2 separate regions of the Macaca mulatta genome follow, and region 2 is linked to region 1. A link is a contact called in public Hi-C data. All regions are on one chromosome and are shown on one strand. Each heading gives the region's core, a stretch centred on a gene start, on an enhancer-like site or on the middle of the called end of the contact. The rest is flanking DNA. Distances are from core to core; before and after follow the strand shown. Region 1 holds the start of AKAP8 (A-kinase anchoring protein 8). Region 2 holds the start of AKAP8L (A-kinase anchoring protein 8 like).

What was found. Hi-C and Micro-C count contacts between places; a contact is called where the count stands out from the background.
Region 2: a contact with region 1 is called in a Hi-C map of cortical neurons, with 2.8 times the contacts expected there. The contact joins the promoter of AKAP8L here to the promoter of AKAP8 in region 1. A contact is called at or near these places in 3 of 14 Hi-C or Micro-C datasets (cortical neurons, fetal cortex germinal zone and fetal cortical plate).

What each region holds. Positions count from the first base shown.
Region 1 is chr19:15,962,080-15,970,036 of T2T-MMU8v2.0, reverse strand. AKAP8 (A-kinase anchoring protein 8) reads left to right here and starts at 5,297. Exons shown (of 13, transcript XM_077978119.1): 1 at 5,297-5,369; 2 at 7,748-7,815. It overlaps AKAP8L (A-kinase anchoring protein 8 like), which reads left to right. Exons shown (of 14, transcript NM_001260986.2): 13 at 4,482-4,577; 14 at 4,665-5,029. The coding sequence ends at 4,958. The region is part of intron 2 of LOC144336816 (a long non-coding RNA gene); the gene reads right to left.
Region 2 is chr19:15,996,302-16,004,258 of T2T-MMU8v2.0, reverse strand. It overlaps AKAP8L (A-kinase anchoring protein 8 like), which reads left to right and starts at 4,398. Exons shown (of 14, transcript NM_001260986.2): 1 at 4,398-4,514. The coding sequence starts at 4,502. LOC144336814 (a long non-coding RNA gene) reads right to left here. Exons shown (of 3, transcript XR_013409133.1): 3 at 4,413-7,328. It overlaps WIZ (WIZ zinc finger), which reads left to right. Exons shown (of 8, transcript XM_077978089.1): 8 at 239-1,380. The coding sequence ends at 398.

The DNA of each region.
Region 1 (7,957 bases), core at 4,048-6,547:
TGAGATGGGAGGATTGCCTGAGCCCAGGAGGTTGAGGCTGCAATGAGCTGTGCATGCCACTGCATTCCAGCCGGGGCAACAGAGCAATACTCTGACTCAAAAAAATAAATAAAGTGCTAAGTAAAATATTAGTAATTATCAATCTAGTAGTGATCCCTATGTAAGACACATTATAAGTAAGGTTTGTTTGGAGAGATGGTTCCATAAGAAATCTAGCAACACTTACTGTGTGCGGTGGCTCACGCCTGTAATCCCAGCACTTTGGGAGGCCGAGGCGGGCAGATCAGGAGGTCAGGAGATCGAGACCATCCTGGCTAACACACTGAAACCCCGTCTCTACTAAAAATACAAAAAATTAGCCAGGCGTAGTGGTGGGCGCCTGTAGTCTCAGCTACTCGGGAGGCTGAGGCAGGAGAATGGCGTGAACCCGGGAGGGAGAGCTTGCAGTGAGCTGAGATCGCGCCACTGCACTCCAGCCTGGGTGACAGAGCGAGACTCTGTGTCAAAAAGAAAAAGAAATCTAGCAACATTATTGGTATAATGCAAACTCTTTTCTCTTCATGTGCAAATAGTGAGATTATGCTCTTAGAAAAGCTGAATGATCCCACCAAAATGTTCTTAGAATTTATAGAATTTGGTAAGGGGATGGGATTCAAAATAGCATACAAAAAGTAATAGTGTTTCTCTATTCTAGTACTAACCAGTTAGAAATTTAAATGGAAAAAAAAAAAACTACTTAAAATAACCACACAATGTATGAAATAGCTAAGAATAGAGATTTAAGAAGAAAGACTTGAGGGCCAGGCACGGTGGCTCACGCCTGTAATTCCAGCACTTTGGGAAGCTGAGATGGGTGGATTGCCTGAGGTCAGGAGTTTGAGACCAGCCTGGCCAATGTAGTAAAACCCTGTCTCTACTAAAAATACAAAAAATTAGCTGGGTGTGGTGGTGGGCGCCTATAATCCCAGCTACTCAGGAGGCTGAGGCAGGAGAATCACTTGAACCGGGGAGGTGGAGGTCGCAGTGAGCCAAGATTACACCACTGCACTCCAGCCTGGGCAACAAGAGCAAAACTCTGTCTCAAAGAAAAAAGAAGAAGAAGAAAGGCTTGAGATCTTTAAGAACTACAAATACTCCAAGGATATGAAATAAGACCTTAATGAATCGAGGAATGTTCTGTGTTCTTAAATGGGCGATTTTATAGTGAAACAAAACGAAAACCAGTTCTCTCCAAATTAATATAGACAGCACAATTCTAGTCAAAAATCTCAGTTGGGGAGTAGGACTGAATGAAATGATTTTAAAGTTTTACATTGTAGAATTCAGTCTAACAATAGTTGAGAGATTGATTTCAAAAAGATTAAAACTACAAAGCTTCTGCAATTAAAAAACCAAAAAAGTGATATTAACACAGTAATGAAACAGTGGAACCATAATAGAGAGTCTAGCAAAAGATCCCAGTATGTTTCAGACTTAGTCATTTGTTGAAGTTAGTACAGATATCTTATCTGAAACCTTAGGGCCAGATGCCTCAGAATTCATTTTTGGGCTTCAGAAAGCCAGTATGCAAGGCTGGACACAGTGGCTCACACCTGCAATCCCAGCACGTTGGGAGGCTGAGGTGGGAGAATTGCTTGAGCCCTGGAGCTCCTGACCATAGTGTGACCTCGTCTCTACAAAAAATAAAAAATTAGCCAGGCATGGTGGTGAGTGAGTACCTATAGTCCCAGCTACTCAAGAGGCTAGAGTGGGAAGATCACTTGAGCCCAGGAGTTTGAGGCTGCAGTTAGCCATGATCACACAATGGCAGTGCAGGCTGGGCAACAGAGTGAGACCCCTATCTCTAAAATAAAAAGAAAGACAATATGGTATTAGCACTAACCTCTCCAAAAGGATCTGGGGAAAGTGCCTTGTAGATGAGTCATGAATAATTCTTCACAAGACATATATATAAATGGAATACATTAAAATGTAATGTCAGTTCATATAAAAGCCACCAAAGGAATTTTGGGGGAAAACTTGTTTTCTAGAGCCTTTTGGATTTCCAGTTTATAGATAAGGGATTATAGAACTCTATTCCAATTTGGTAGGGAAATAATGGTTTGTTTTGTACATTTCTGGAAAAGAAAATTTTGGACCCTCTACCTCATAACACATATAGATTGAGTTCATCCTTCATCTGAAAATCTGAAACACTCTGAAATCCAAAACTTTTTTTTTTTTTTTTTTTAAGAGATTGAGTCTTGCCATGTTGTGCAGGATGGAGTGCAGTGGCTGGTCACAAGTGAAATCATTGCACACTATAGCCTTGAACTCCTGAACTCAAGCGATCCTCCTGCATCAGCCTCATGAGAGTAGCTGAGACTACAGGCACAAGCCACTGTGCCCAGTAAAATCTGACTTTTTCAGCACAGACATGACAAAGTAAATGCTCATTGAAGCATTTCAGATTTTGGGTTTTTTGGAGTAGGGATGCTCACCTGGTAAGTATAATGCAAATATTCCAAAATCTGAAAGACTTCTGGTCATAAGCACTTTGGATAAGGGATACTCAATCTGTATCAAATTCTAGAAAATTTGGCTAGGCGTGGTGGCTCATGCCTGTAATCCTAACACTTTGGGAAGCTGAGATGGGTGGAGGTCCTGAGCTCAGGAGCTCAAGACCAGCCTGGGCAACATAGGAAAACACTGTATCTACTAAAAAAACAAAAAATCAGCTGGTGGTGCGTGCGCGCCTACTCAGGAGGCTGAGGCATGTGAATTGCCTAAACCCAGGAGGCGGAGGTTGCAGTGAGCTGAGAGCCCCTGCACTCCAGCTTGGGTGACAGAGCGAGACTGTCTAAAAAAAAAAAAAAGAAAATTTAAATGTGAAAAATAAAACCAAGATGAGAAAATAGTTAGAAAACTACAGACTCTGGGCGGGTGGTCCAGTGTGCTTACCAGAGCACTCAGTTGCCGGTGGACAGGGAAATGCCGTGGGAAGCAGCAGCACAGATTCTTCTGTCTTTCATTCACAGCAAAAATACCCCACAGTGACAACATCCAGTGCTGATGGGCAGGCAGGAGGACCAGGTCACTGTTTTTAACACAGGTGGAAGCAGCATGACTTGGAAATGTTTTGCAGTTAATTGGGCACTATCACTTTGAAACCAAACCTGGTTAGAATTAAAAGCACCAGCATGGAAGTGTACAGGTTTATTCTGGTGTTGCTGGGTTATTGTGGAGAAAATGTGGAAGCAATATAAATGTGCCTCAGTTGGGAGAATTTATGGTGTGGTCATCTGGGCATCCAGAGCTAGGAGGATAAAGTGTTGGCAAGTGAGAAAGAGTCACTGAGGAACGGTCTATAGTAGTATCCTAATTGTGTATCTTTAGTTTGTTATGAGCATGTATGATGTCTGTTAATATTTTCCTCCAGTAGTAGAGAAAACGTGCTAAGGAAAAAAAAAATGAAGATGGAGAGAGTAGAAGCAGCAAGTGAGAAGGCTTTCTGAAACATGTAAATGGAGTGGGCGGGACTCAGTGGGCTCTCCCACCCCGCCAAAAATATCCTCCTTTTAGCTTACGGTTTTTATAATGATCAAAGTGAGATTTGCCTGTACTCCCACCATGAGGAAATGGCCCCGCATACTGACGGAAATCCTTCCAGACAAAATGGCTCTGGCATGCTTTGCAGACAGTACTATATTATACACCTTTCTTTTGCCATTGGAGAGATGAGCCCGATTTGAAGGGCTGCATGACGTTCTTTTGAATGTACAATTTATTTAACCTTTTCTGCACTGAGGAACGTTTAGGTGTTTTCCCATTTTTCACCACTACAATCAGTGTGCACGTATGTTTCCAATTCTTAAATTTAGGATAGGTTCTGGGAAGGGATTAATGAAACAGATTTTTACTTTTCATACATTCTGTCAAACTGCTTTCCAAAAAATATGGAAACAGTTGATCCTCCCAGCAGCATAGAAGTGTCTCTTCAACCTTGCATGACTGGGAATAATTCTTCATTCTTGGAATTCTGTGGGTTAAAAAGACATGTTTGATTAAATATCTGTTCCTGCTTTTATACCCTCCCCGTTGGTCCCAAAGTGCTCCTTGCCTATTAGCCTAGTTGGCACCTTGTTATGGGTTGCACCTTTGGCTCTTAGTTTCTTAATTTGTTCACTGCTTATAGCTTTTTTGTAAGCAAATCAGATTTCTGTAATACAGCCGTAAAGATATATAGAGATCTATAGATCTGTATTTTTAATTACCTACAGTAAGTGTGGTGTGGAAGGAGAAGGAATTTGAACAAAGATCAGATAGGTTGTGGTTCCATGCTTGTAGAGTGGCCCTCCGTTGGTGGGGCTGCGCTCCGGGTGGAAGCGGGTGGAAGCGTGGGTGGAGGGGCAGGGGGGCGTCCCTCTAAACTGGCAGGGTCGGGGCGGGAACTTGTAGGGCACTCAGAGCAGCCTCTCCAGCCCCTTCTGCCCTGCCCGCAGCTCATGATGGAGCAGTCCAAGAAGTCCTCGCTCATGGTGGCCCGCAGTATTCTCAACAACAAGCTCATCAGCAAGAAGCTGGAGCGCTACCTGAAGGTGAGGCGCTGGTCCTGGCCTGGGCTTGTCCCCACCTCAGTCCCTGCCTGTGCTCCCTCACTTCAGTGTCCGCGCCCCTCCCCACAGGGCGAGAACCCTTTCACCGACAGCCCCGAGGAGGAGGCTGAGGGCGGTGCCCTGGACGAGGGGGCACAGGGCGAAGCGGCAGGGGTCTCGGAGGGTGCAGAGGGCGCGCCGGTGCAGCCTCCCGTGCCCCCAGAGCCAGCCCCCGGCGCCGTGTCGCCGCCACCGCCGCCGCCCCCAGAGGAGGAGGAGGAGGGCGCCGTGCCCTTGCTGGGAGGGGCGCTGCAACGCCAGATCCGCGGCATCCCGGGCCTCGACGTTGAGGACGACGAGGAGGGCGGCGGGGGCGTCCCGTGACCCGAGCTCGGGGCGGGCGGGGCCCGCGTGGCCGAAGCTGGAAGCCAAACCTAATAAAGTTTTCCCATCCCACCTCCCGGTTTCTCTGTTACGGTGCCGCGCGGGCCGGGCGGGGCGCGGGCCGAGAGGCGGGGCGCGCATTCGCGCGGGCCGGGCCCTCGGGCACCGCTGCGGGACCACAACTCCCGACAGGCTGCGGAGGTGGAGCTTCGCAGCCCGAAAGGCTAGCTGGGACGGTGAGGGCGGACCCTCGTGAATGCCAGCCAATGGGAGCGCGCGGAAGTAGTGACGTGTGCGCCTAGTCTTCCAGTAGTCGACGGCGGAGGTGCGTTGAACGCATGCGTGCTGTGGTCTCCTAGTAAAAGGGGCTGCTGGTGGGCCGCGTTGAAGACATGGACCAGGGCTACGGAGGTTTGTGTAGGCTGCTGGGTGCAGAGTAGGTAGCGAAGGCTGAGTGCGAGCCACGCAGCCGCTGCGCAGACGGCCGCGGGCCGGGCCTTCGTCCGGAGTGTGGTTGCCGCAGCCGGGCCCTGCAGAGAGGCGGCCAGAGCGCGCGCGCGCGCCGCTCATTGGGCTTTGGCGCCGTCGCTCCCGGGGCGCTGCGTGCGGATTGGCCGCCAGGGCCCGAAGAGGCGGGCGGGACTCGGGGTTGGGGCAGACGCCGCGGTGGGCTTCATGGGGGGCGCCTTGGGCTGTGCGGGCCGTTTCTGTCCCTCACCTTCGGCGGGGCCCTTCCGGCCCCCGGCGACCCCGGGGTTTGCACTCCCGGCTTCCTCTTCCGAAGACGCCACAAAATGGCGGCGCTAGGGGGCGGAGCTACAGCGTGGGGTCCTGAGGTCGGGCTCCGGGCGCTGGGTCTGGGGCCACGGGTGGACCGCTGGGGCCGCCTCTCCTGACCTGCCCTAGGCCTTCGGGGCCGGGTGGGGCCTCTGCTGGGCTCCCAAGGCCCAGGGCGCCTGTCCCGGAAGCCGTCGGGCTGCGCGGGGTCGGGCCTTTAATCCCCGGTGCTGCGTATTGAGGCCGAGTGCGGCCGGCGCGGGAGTCAGCCTCGCTGGGCTCCAGCTCTGTAGCCGGCGCGTGCTGGCGTGGGACAGGATGGTGAGGGGCAGATGCTGAGTGTTTGTATAAAGCTGGAAACCTGATTGTGCCCTGGGGCTGGTGACAGATTGGCCATTCTCATGTAGGCAGTGCGTTGCGGTGGCTTGGAGGGGCCAAGGGGTTGTGCAAGAGGGAACGTGTCCTTTCCCCGCTTGGCTTTAGCGCTTGGCCTGCAGTAGGGCCGATTTTCTCGAGCTTCCTGCTCCCCGCCTCTGGAATCAGAGCCTTCTGGGAGCCAAGTTTGCCCACAGGGGATAGTTGGGACACGCTGGGTGGAGCTCGACTGGGTGTAGAGAAGCTAGTGGTCTGATCCTGGCTGCAGGAGCTCAAGAAGTTGTCGATCTTGAGAAGTGGCAGGGCAAAATTATCCTATCACCAGAAATTGCAGAGACAGGAGAGCGGTCGGTCCTGAGGCGGCAGCGTGCGCGGTGTGCTTTGGTGTCTTCCGGGTCCTAGCGAAGGCTCTCCTGGTCTGCCACAGCCTGGGTAGATTTCACCATTCTCTCCTTTCCTTCCCATCAGATCTTTTCTGCCGGTATTGTCTTTTTCAGTCGTAGTTTGGAGAGGTTTTTTAAATCCCCTTTTCCTACCTCCCGAAAACCTTTCAGACACAGTGGAGATAGTTCAGCTTCCCCGATTTCTTGTGTTTCGGGGAGCGTTTTAAGGTTAATAATGCGTGCTGCTTACACTAGAGCTTCACAGGGAAGCGGCCTCTCGAGGTTGGTTACTTGCTGTTAGAATCTGCAGTCTGCCTTTCTGTTGCACGGATGCAAATTTAGAAGGCTTTGCGGTATGACGGAGGGGAAGGCATAGCATAGCAGAGGGCAAAACTCAGCGGTTATGACTGGGTCAAGTCTCGTAACCCATGAGCCTAGCTCCCTTGTCTCTGAATGGCCTTCGGGACAACAGGGTTTGCTGGGTGCTTGCAGTGTATCGGCACACACTAGGCACTTAGCGGCGGGGCTTTTTCTGGTGAGGGAGACATGGGTATGTTCCTGCCTCATCAAAGTGAAGTCATTTAACAGGCATGGTGGCCACCCGCGCGCAGCTGAGTGCTGGGCCCCAGGGACACAGAAATGAAGAGAACACAGTTCCCATCCTCCTTCCTGGAGGGACCAGACAGATCCCATAGTGGGTGGGGGGTGTTGGGAGGGTCGAAGAGTGCAGTCTGATGCCTTAGGGCCAGGCCAAGGCCCTGGGACTTAAAGGTCCAGGGGATCCGTGGAGGGCTTAAAAGTGATAGGAAGTGCGGCTTAGAGAGATGCAGTTTATGTCACCAAATTCCCATGCTCGTTCTCAGTTACAGGGTACTTGTGATAGTAGTCGGAACTGGTTTCCTGGCTGTGTGGTGGGTGGGGGAATGTGTCCTCATGCTGAATGGATTGTCTTGTGTTAGCCTCAGTTGTGGATGGACTCTTGGAGGGGTGAGGTACTTGGCCAAGGTCCCTCTGCAGGCGGAGCTGACCTCCAAGCCCACTTCCCACCCTTCTTTTTCTGCTTTGATCTCAGCCAAGTGGAATGCGATGATGCCGTTAGCCAGCTGTGGGGTGGCTTTTTTGTGTGTTGGGGGGGGTATTCCTTCTTGTAAGGCTGACACTGAACTGTAAGGAGATCCATTTAGGAGTACCCCTAAAAGGACCCGTTCTCTGGTGTGACAAATAGAATCTTAACTCACGGGGTGCTTCTTGCAGGCTATGGGGCATGGAGTGCTGGACCTGCCAACACCCAGGGTAAGTGGGCTCTGCTTTGCGGGTGAGGCGTGGGCTTCCCCTACATTCAAGGCCCTAACATGGCAGAGCTGAACCTGATGGTCACCAGGGTCAAGGGAGGTGGTAGCGGGGGTCAACAAACTTTGTGTAAAGGATCAGATGGTGAATATCTTTGTGGCTTTATGAGCTCCA
Region 2 (7,957 bases), core at 3,149-5,648, 35 kb before region 1:
AGCCCTTAGCTGGTCCCAGTGACTTCTGAGCATAGAGGCAGGGGCTCACATGACCCCATGGTGAGTGGAGGTGGCTGTCCATGGGAAATGCCTGACTTCTGGGCCCCTCTTCCCCCGCCTCCTGGGCTTGCTCTGTCCACACTAAGTAGCAGCAGGTGTGCCCAGGGACGTGGGCAAGGCTATGCTTCTGCCTCTCCTCACAGCACTGGCCACTCCCTCTCTCTGTTCACCCACGCAGGTTCTGTGAGGTGGAATTCCAGGGCCCCCTCTCCATCCAGGAAGAGTGGGTGCGGCACTTACAGCGGCACATCCTGGAGATGAACTTCTCCAAAGCGGACCCCCCGCCTGAGGAGTCCCAGGCCCCGCAGGCACAGACAGCGGCGGCAGAGGCTCCCTAACACAAAAGCATTCCAGATCCCCTCTCGTGCCACCTCTGTCTCCTCTTCTTCCTCCTCTGTGTCCTCGTCCCTCTTCCTCTTTCTTTCCGTTTCCAAAGGAGCAAGCCAAAACCTCAAACCGGCGCCCCTTGGGGGCCGGGCACACTACAGCCAGGGCGCCGGGAGCCAGCTAGCTGCCCTTCCCCCAGCCTGAGGACTCTGGGGCCACAGGGTGTCTTCCTTCAGCCCATGCCCACCTGGTCCAGCAGGGGCAGCAGCCAGGTCTCTGGTGGCAGCCGATCTGGTCACGGGGAGGACAGCACTCCCCCGTCTAGCAGCCAGGCAGGGCAATGTCTGCCATCCGTGGCCATTTGCAAAGACCCCAAAGACCCCTGTTCTGGTTCCCTCTCGCCCCCATGAATATCCTCTCACACGCATGTACATGCGAACACACACACACGCACCTCGTGAGACCCGGGACCTGCCCCGGACCCCCAGTTCCCGGGTTGAACGACCACATCATGCCACGGTGCTTGCTCAGGGGAAGCCACGCTCCCTCTGTGGGGCCTGCTGGGGCTTGGGAGCCCCCCACTGAGCCCACAATGCCACGGAAATCCTTGTTGGTTGCCCCCCAGAGGGGCCTTCCCAGCTGGGAAGAGCTCAGAGCTGACAGCTGCCTCCTGCCATGTCAAGGCCCCCCAAAGAGCCTCAGGGGCTCTGGGGCCCTGGAGGGTGGGGTTGGGGGGTGGGACTCTCCTCCCCCACTCCTGCTCCCTCTCCCTTTTCACTGTTGCTTTCTATGTATAGCTCCCTAGACCTTTCACTTTTTTAAAAACGCGTTTTGTGTAGAGAATAAGGAACGTGGATCTTTTTATTTTGCAATCCTGGGCCAGCTAGAAGCCGGGAGCTGATTGACCTTTTAACTTTTTTCAGTGGCCACATTTTGGTTATCGATGTACCTAGAAGTATGTAAATTAGATTAAATTTCTCTTCTGGAAACGCCCTGGGGCAGGCAGCCAGCGTGTGTTTTTCTGTCGAGTGGACAGGCTGGCATTGGCTGGCAGCCGGGGCTGGGATCGGGGCCTCCTCTGTCCAGAGCCATGGAGGCCCTGGGTTTTCCCGTTGGCCGCCAAGCAAACCAGACGCAGCTGGGGATGAGCCCAAGTTCCCAGCTGTTGGCGCTTTATGCCATGGTTGGTGGGGGGGCTCTGGCTGGCTGGCAAAGCGGCTCCAGTGAGCAGACGAACCAGGGTTCTGGGCAGCCCGTCTGGGAAGGGAGCCAGGATCAAGAAGCAGTTGAAGGCTAGGGGAGCTTATCAAGGGTAGGAGCTACCAGCGAAGGTGTCAGGGACCCACTGGGAGCATTTGGTGGGGGCAGTGGGGGTGTAGAGAGCTAGAACTCACCTGCTTTTAATACACGTGACTTCTAGTTAGACACATGCACCCCTAACCCAAGGAACATGGGAAAAGAGGAGCCGCTGGCTCCTTTGCGATGTTATTTATTTTCTTGCTCTGCAAATGTTTATTGAACATTTCTGAGATTTTAAGAGATTTTGTTGGCTGCTCCTTCTTGTTTATTGCATGTGGTTTTTCAGCTCATCCTTTTCACTAAACGGCCAAGTGCTGGAAAGTGGGAATGACCTCATGGCGTGTGGACAGAAGGGGCCACCTCTACTCCCAGCCCTGCTTTCTGGGCCCTCCCATCATACCCCTTCCTGGGAAGGAGGGGTTAACAGGCTGCAATAACACGCCCACAAGGGTGGTCTTGGCCCGCACATCTGCTCCTGTGGGGTCAGGACGCACATCTTGCCTGGTAGCAGAAGGCTGCAACCACTTCTGTCCATCCTGTGCTGTGGGTGGGTGGATGTATCCAAGACTTAGGAAGCAGGAAGAGCATCTTGTGAGCTGACTCAAAGGTGTTTCTTCCTCTTTCAACTTTTCATAAGTCAGTTTTTATTTTTTTATTTTTTGAGATGGTCTCATTCTGTTGCCCAAGCTGGAATGCAGTGGTAGGACCTTGCTGCCTCCTGGGTTCAAGTGATTCTCCTGCCTCAGCCATCCAGGTAGCCGGGATCACAGGTGTGCACCACCACTCCTGGCTTATTTCTGTAATTTTTGTAGAGACGGGGGTTTCACCATGTTGCCCGGGCTGGTCTTGAACTCCTGAGCTCAAGCAATCATCCTCCCAAAATGCTGGGATTATAGGCATGAGCCACTATGCCTGGCCCATAAGTCAGTTTTTGAAATATAAAAGTGGTATAGGCTAGATGTAACAAAAAACAAATGATACAAGAGCTTATAAAGTCACATGGCAAGTTCCTCCCCACCAATCATGCAGTGAAGTGAGGGTCACGTGTGTCCCTGGAAGAGTCGCCTCCAGTTCTTGCAGGGGGATGTTTTCCTAAAACTTTCTGAGCATTGCTCTTCTCTGCTCAAGCCATTTTAATGCACCTCAGGCAGCAAAGTCTCAGCCTTTGAGCTGTGCTCTCTGTGAGGGTGTTGGATGTAAACGAAATCAAATCAGGGTACAATGATGGCTGTGGCAAGTGCCATGAAGGAACGAACCTGCAGGGCCCTGCCTTGGTTTGAAAGACAGGCAGGCATCCCGGAGGCTGACAGGGAGATGAACCCCAAAGCCAGAGTGCTTATCTGTCAGATCTCTGCTTCATGTGTGGAGTTGCTCACTTAACACATCATAAGTGGCTTTGTTCCATATGACAGCAAGTTCTGCAGAAGCCTCATCTGGGTGGGGGAGTTTTATTAAAACAGTTTATCATGGAGAATTCCAACTATACAAAAGTACAGCAAACAGTAAAATGGACCCTCATCTACCCATCACTTACCAACCCATGACCAATGTCTTCAGCTGTAAGAGGTTTATCTTATAGCTCCTTGCTTCCTCCTTCGCTCTCTACCTGTCTGAATTGTGTGAAGCACATCCTGGCCATAAGATCAGTTAACGTCTTAGTATTTCAGTATGTTTCTCTGAATGTTTTAAATGCCACTATTACACCTAAAGAAAGAAATATCAAAAAGCAGCAGCATACCTTAAAAAAAGTATTAAAACATACGAAGTGTAGAAGTCGTAACTGCGCAGCTTGATGAGTTTTCACAAACACATGTTAAGTACTTTTTTGGGGTAGCTCTGTCATCTCTAGCAATTATGAATTGTCCCTGGCAGGGGTTTCCGTATGCCCAGGAAACAGACTGAGGACATGACTGGTGCCCGGCTGCACTATTGCAGGATCTCTGGAGTCCAGAGTGAATCAAGATGGTTTTAGAAGCAAAGTTCCCATTTTAACACGTAACTGTCAAGGACCTTGAGCAAATCATGAGTTCCAGGCTTCAGTTTTAAGTGGGGATTAAAAGCTTCTTGCAGGTTTGAAGGAGCATTTGAATGGCACACGATACAAACGGAATTATTACACATATAAGCATATGCCCTATAAATATATTTGTTACCGTTTTGTGACGATTAATCACGTTTATTCAGTGCACTGGCCCCGGAATGATTCCTTTACACACGTTTTGTCATGTAATGTTGAAACGTGTGTCCAGCATCTTGTTTGGTGCCGAGTTTTAATTTTCTCATTCCAACATGGCTTTGCTATGCTTATTTTGGAGCCGAAGGCCAGAGAAGTTGAGACACGTAGCTAGGTTTATCCAGCACCTCGGCGGAGCTGGCATCCCAGCCGTGCCCTGAGCCGTAGACCCGGCTCCCTCTGGCGGGTCTCCAGGGCACTGGCGCTCCTCCAGCCCGACCGCGCTTGGGCCTTGGGCCTTTCCGTAGTGCACAGCTCCGCCCCCTCGAATGCTATAGGACTCCGCCTCTCTGCCGGCTTCTCTAGGCCAATCACTGAGGCCTTAGACTAACAGAAGGCGGGGACAAGGCGGGGCTCTCACGAGATTGCCAGCCGCTTCCAGCCACTGATAGGAGGAGGCATAGAGATAGACAGCGGTATCATCCAATAGGCGTGAAGCCAAGGCCGGTATGGGCCAATGCGGTCGGGAGGCGGGGCTCGGGTGTGTGTCGAGGAGACCCTGTGGTTAGCAGCCGCTATTGCAGCGTCGGATGTGCAGAGCAGCAGCCGCCGGCGTCCTCGGATGTTGTGTTACCCGCCATCATGAGCTACACAGGTGGGCCTGGCAGGGTGGGGTCGGGCTCTGCGTGGGGGATGGGACAGGGAGGTGCGGATGCCGCACCAGGCTTGCCCGCACCTCCTCTGGGGCCCGTTCACTGCCCTCCCTGCGGTCACAAAATGGCGCCGCTGGCCCGTCGCCTCAGGGTCGCTTCTCTCACGCCTCGTTGCCTCAGCTCTCTGTGCCTGCAGCCGGCGTCCCGGCTCCCAGCCGCCTGAGGTCTTGGCTTCTGTCGCCTGTGTCCGTGGGCCCGGGCCTCAGCGCGCGAGGTCTCCGCCCCCACCACCTCAGTCCCTGGCCTGCGTTCGTGGACCTCAACGCCTTAGGTTTCCCTTTCTCAGGCCTTGGTCCTTACGAGCAGTCAGCAGGCTCGGCTGCCGTCGCCATTGTCGCGTCCTCCCCCGCGCAGTTTCTCTGCAAAAACGCCGCAGCTCTACACCTCCATCCCGATCCCACCCACCACCCCCTTTTGTCTATTTCAGAACTGGGAGAGGCGCCAGGCCCTAGGGGGATAAGTAAATATTGGAAAGGTTTGGGCTGAGCGGGGAGTCTTGGGCCCCTAGGGGGCTGAACTGCAAGGAATGACAAGGTTCCACGTTAATTCTCTCTACGTCTGTCAAATGAACCGTGTCTGGTGCAGATTGGGCACCGGGAATACAGACAAGACTTCATCAAGCAGCTTAGAGGCGAGGACTGATCTTAATAGGCAAATAAGCGAGTGTAGGATATATTTTAGGGTGGTCAGTACCGTGCGGGGGTCGCTCCACTACATGGAGTGGTTGGAGCCCTCTGTAAAGTGGTGACATTTGAGCAGAGACCTAAATGGAGTGAGAGAATAAAGATATCTGGCCCAGGGAGCTTTTGCTGTAAAAGGCTTACGGGCAGGAACTGCCTGGCTTGTTAGAAGATCAGCCAAAGAGGCCAGTGGGAGGCCAATGAGATTTGAAAGGGAGAGTGGGTGATAAGATCCGAGAGCCCCTCTCCGCCCCCCGCAATATGCTTGGGCGACTGTAAATCATCACTGGGTGAATTGCCAAGGCCTCCTGGGTTTCCCTTGGCAGTGACTGATGAGGATTCTCAGCCAGGAGACTTAGACTAGGCCTCCCCATTTGGTGAGGGTATTACAGGCTTGAGCGTGTGTGGTTGCCAGGTAACCTGCATTCTACTTGGAATGTTGAGAACTGAGAATGGAACATGAATCTCTGGAGCTCCTTTGTAGACCACTTTATGTTTGCATAGGCAAGAAGGTAGTGCCAGTCCCCTCTACCCTGGCTCCCAGGTCAGGAGCTTTCCAAGAACCCCAGTTTTTTCTAGCAACCATCCCCCAGCCCAATGGCTTCTCAGCCAAGGGTGATTCTGCCCCCAGAGGACATCTGGCAATGTCTGGAGACATTTTTGGTTGTCACATATGGGAGAGGGAGTGCTTCTGGTATCTAGTGGATGGAGGCTTGGGATGCTGCCCTGCTACGGTATACACAATGACACCTACTGCAAAGAAGTATCTGGCCTCAAACATCAGTAGTGTCCAGGTTGGGCAGCTCTGCCAGAGCCTTTCTGTAACTTTCCTAGTTCAGGAGGACAGACTATAGGGTTGTTACTCACCTCTCTGGGATTGGAATATAATTCTCACCAAGTCTTACCAAGAACTGGAAGACAGTTTCATGGTTTTTAAAAACAGGACTGCTGAAGAAACCAGAAGATGAATGGTTGGGTGCTGTGGGGTAGCTGAGTAATGGAGCTCTTTTTCTTTAATAGATGAGGAAACTGAGTTACAAGGTCACTAATGACCCAACCTGAATTCCAGCTGTAGATCTTGTAGGCTGTAGTTCTGGGTTTGGGTGGGCACTGAGATAGCCAAGCTAATAAAGTAATGATTTGTTTTTCCTTTATCTTGATAAACTGAAAACCACAGTAATTTATAATGTGAGTCTTCCCCTTTTAAGAAGTAGGGCACTAAAGTCAAAGGCATTTTAAGTCACATTTCAGACAACTACTAGCTTTAAGAGTAAGTCCTAGAGGCCTCGAAGCAAATGTTAACCATTATTAAACATAAAAGGTGACTAGTAAATCTTTTTATTAACTCGCCCTGCTTTTGAACCCAGTTACTTTATTTATACGTGGGAAAGGAAGCCGCATCTCTAGCACTGAGAGGGGAAGAGGAGAGCAGTGGAAAACAGGACAGAAATATCCAGAATCAGGCCCTCAAACAAAGGTCTGACATGCTACCGCACTTATCACAGAAACATTTATTGTCTCACACAGTTTCCTTATGTTTGGAATGGACAGGTGATTTCGCTGGGTGGTTCTAGCTTGGAATATCATGAGGTTACATTTAGGATCTCTATCTGGACTAGAGTCATCTGAAAGCCTGACTGAGGCTGGAGGTCCGACCTCCAAGGTGACTTAAACTCCCATGCCTGGTGGGCTGATGCTGGCCGTTAATTCTTGGCCCCATGGATCTCTCCCTATGGCTGGCTGCTAGAGAGTCCTCACAACATGGTGGCTGGTTTTCCCCAGACTGAATGATCCCAGAAAGAGCAAGGCAGAAATCCCAGAAGTCACACTCAGTCATTTTCATAGATCTTATTGGTTGCACCGGCTACCTCTATTAGTTGGGAGGGATCTACATAACATTAAGAGGCAAGAATGATTGGAGACTATCTTGGAGGATGGTTGTCACCCTACTCTTGGCTCAGATAATAAAGGTTGGAGGCAACCTAACCTAATTCCAGTTATCCTTTAATTTTTGGCACTCTCTGTTACTCCTTCAAATAAGACTCTTTTTTTTAGATCAGGCATGGTGGCTCACACCTGTAATCTCAACACTTTGGGAGGCCAAGGCAGGAAGATTGCTTGAGGCCGGGAGTTTGAGAAGAGCCTGGGCAACACAGCAAGACCCTTTCTCTATAAAAATTAAAAATAAAAAGTTAACTATGCGAGATCGAGGCTGCAGTGAGCCATGATTGCGCCACTGCGCTCCAGCCTGGATGACAGCGAGACTCTGGGAGGTTTGCTGGAGCCCGGGAGTTCAACATTGCTGAGCTATGACCATGCCACTGCACTCCAGCCTGGGCAACAGAGCAATATCCTGTCTCAAGAAAATATATACTCTTTTTTAAAAAGGAAAAAGAAGGAAAAGTATAACACTGAGAAACTTTTGTTTTGTTGAGACAGGGTCTCACTATGTTGCCCAGGCTGAAATGCAGTGGTGCCATCATAGCTCACTGCAGCCTTGCCCTCCTGTGCTCAGGTGATCCTCCCACCTCACCTCAGCCTCCCAAGTAGCTGTGACTGCATGTGCATGCCACCATGCCCGGCTAATTTTTTATTTCTGAGATGAGGTCTCACTATGTTGCCAGGCAGGTCTTGAACTCCTGGGCTCAAGCGATCCTCCCAACTCAGCCTCCCAGAGTACTGGTGTTACAGACATGAGCCCCAGT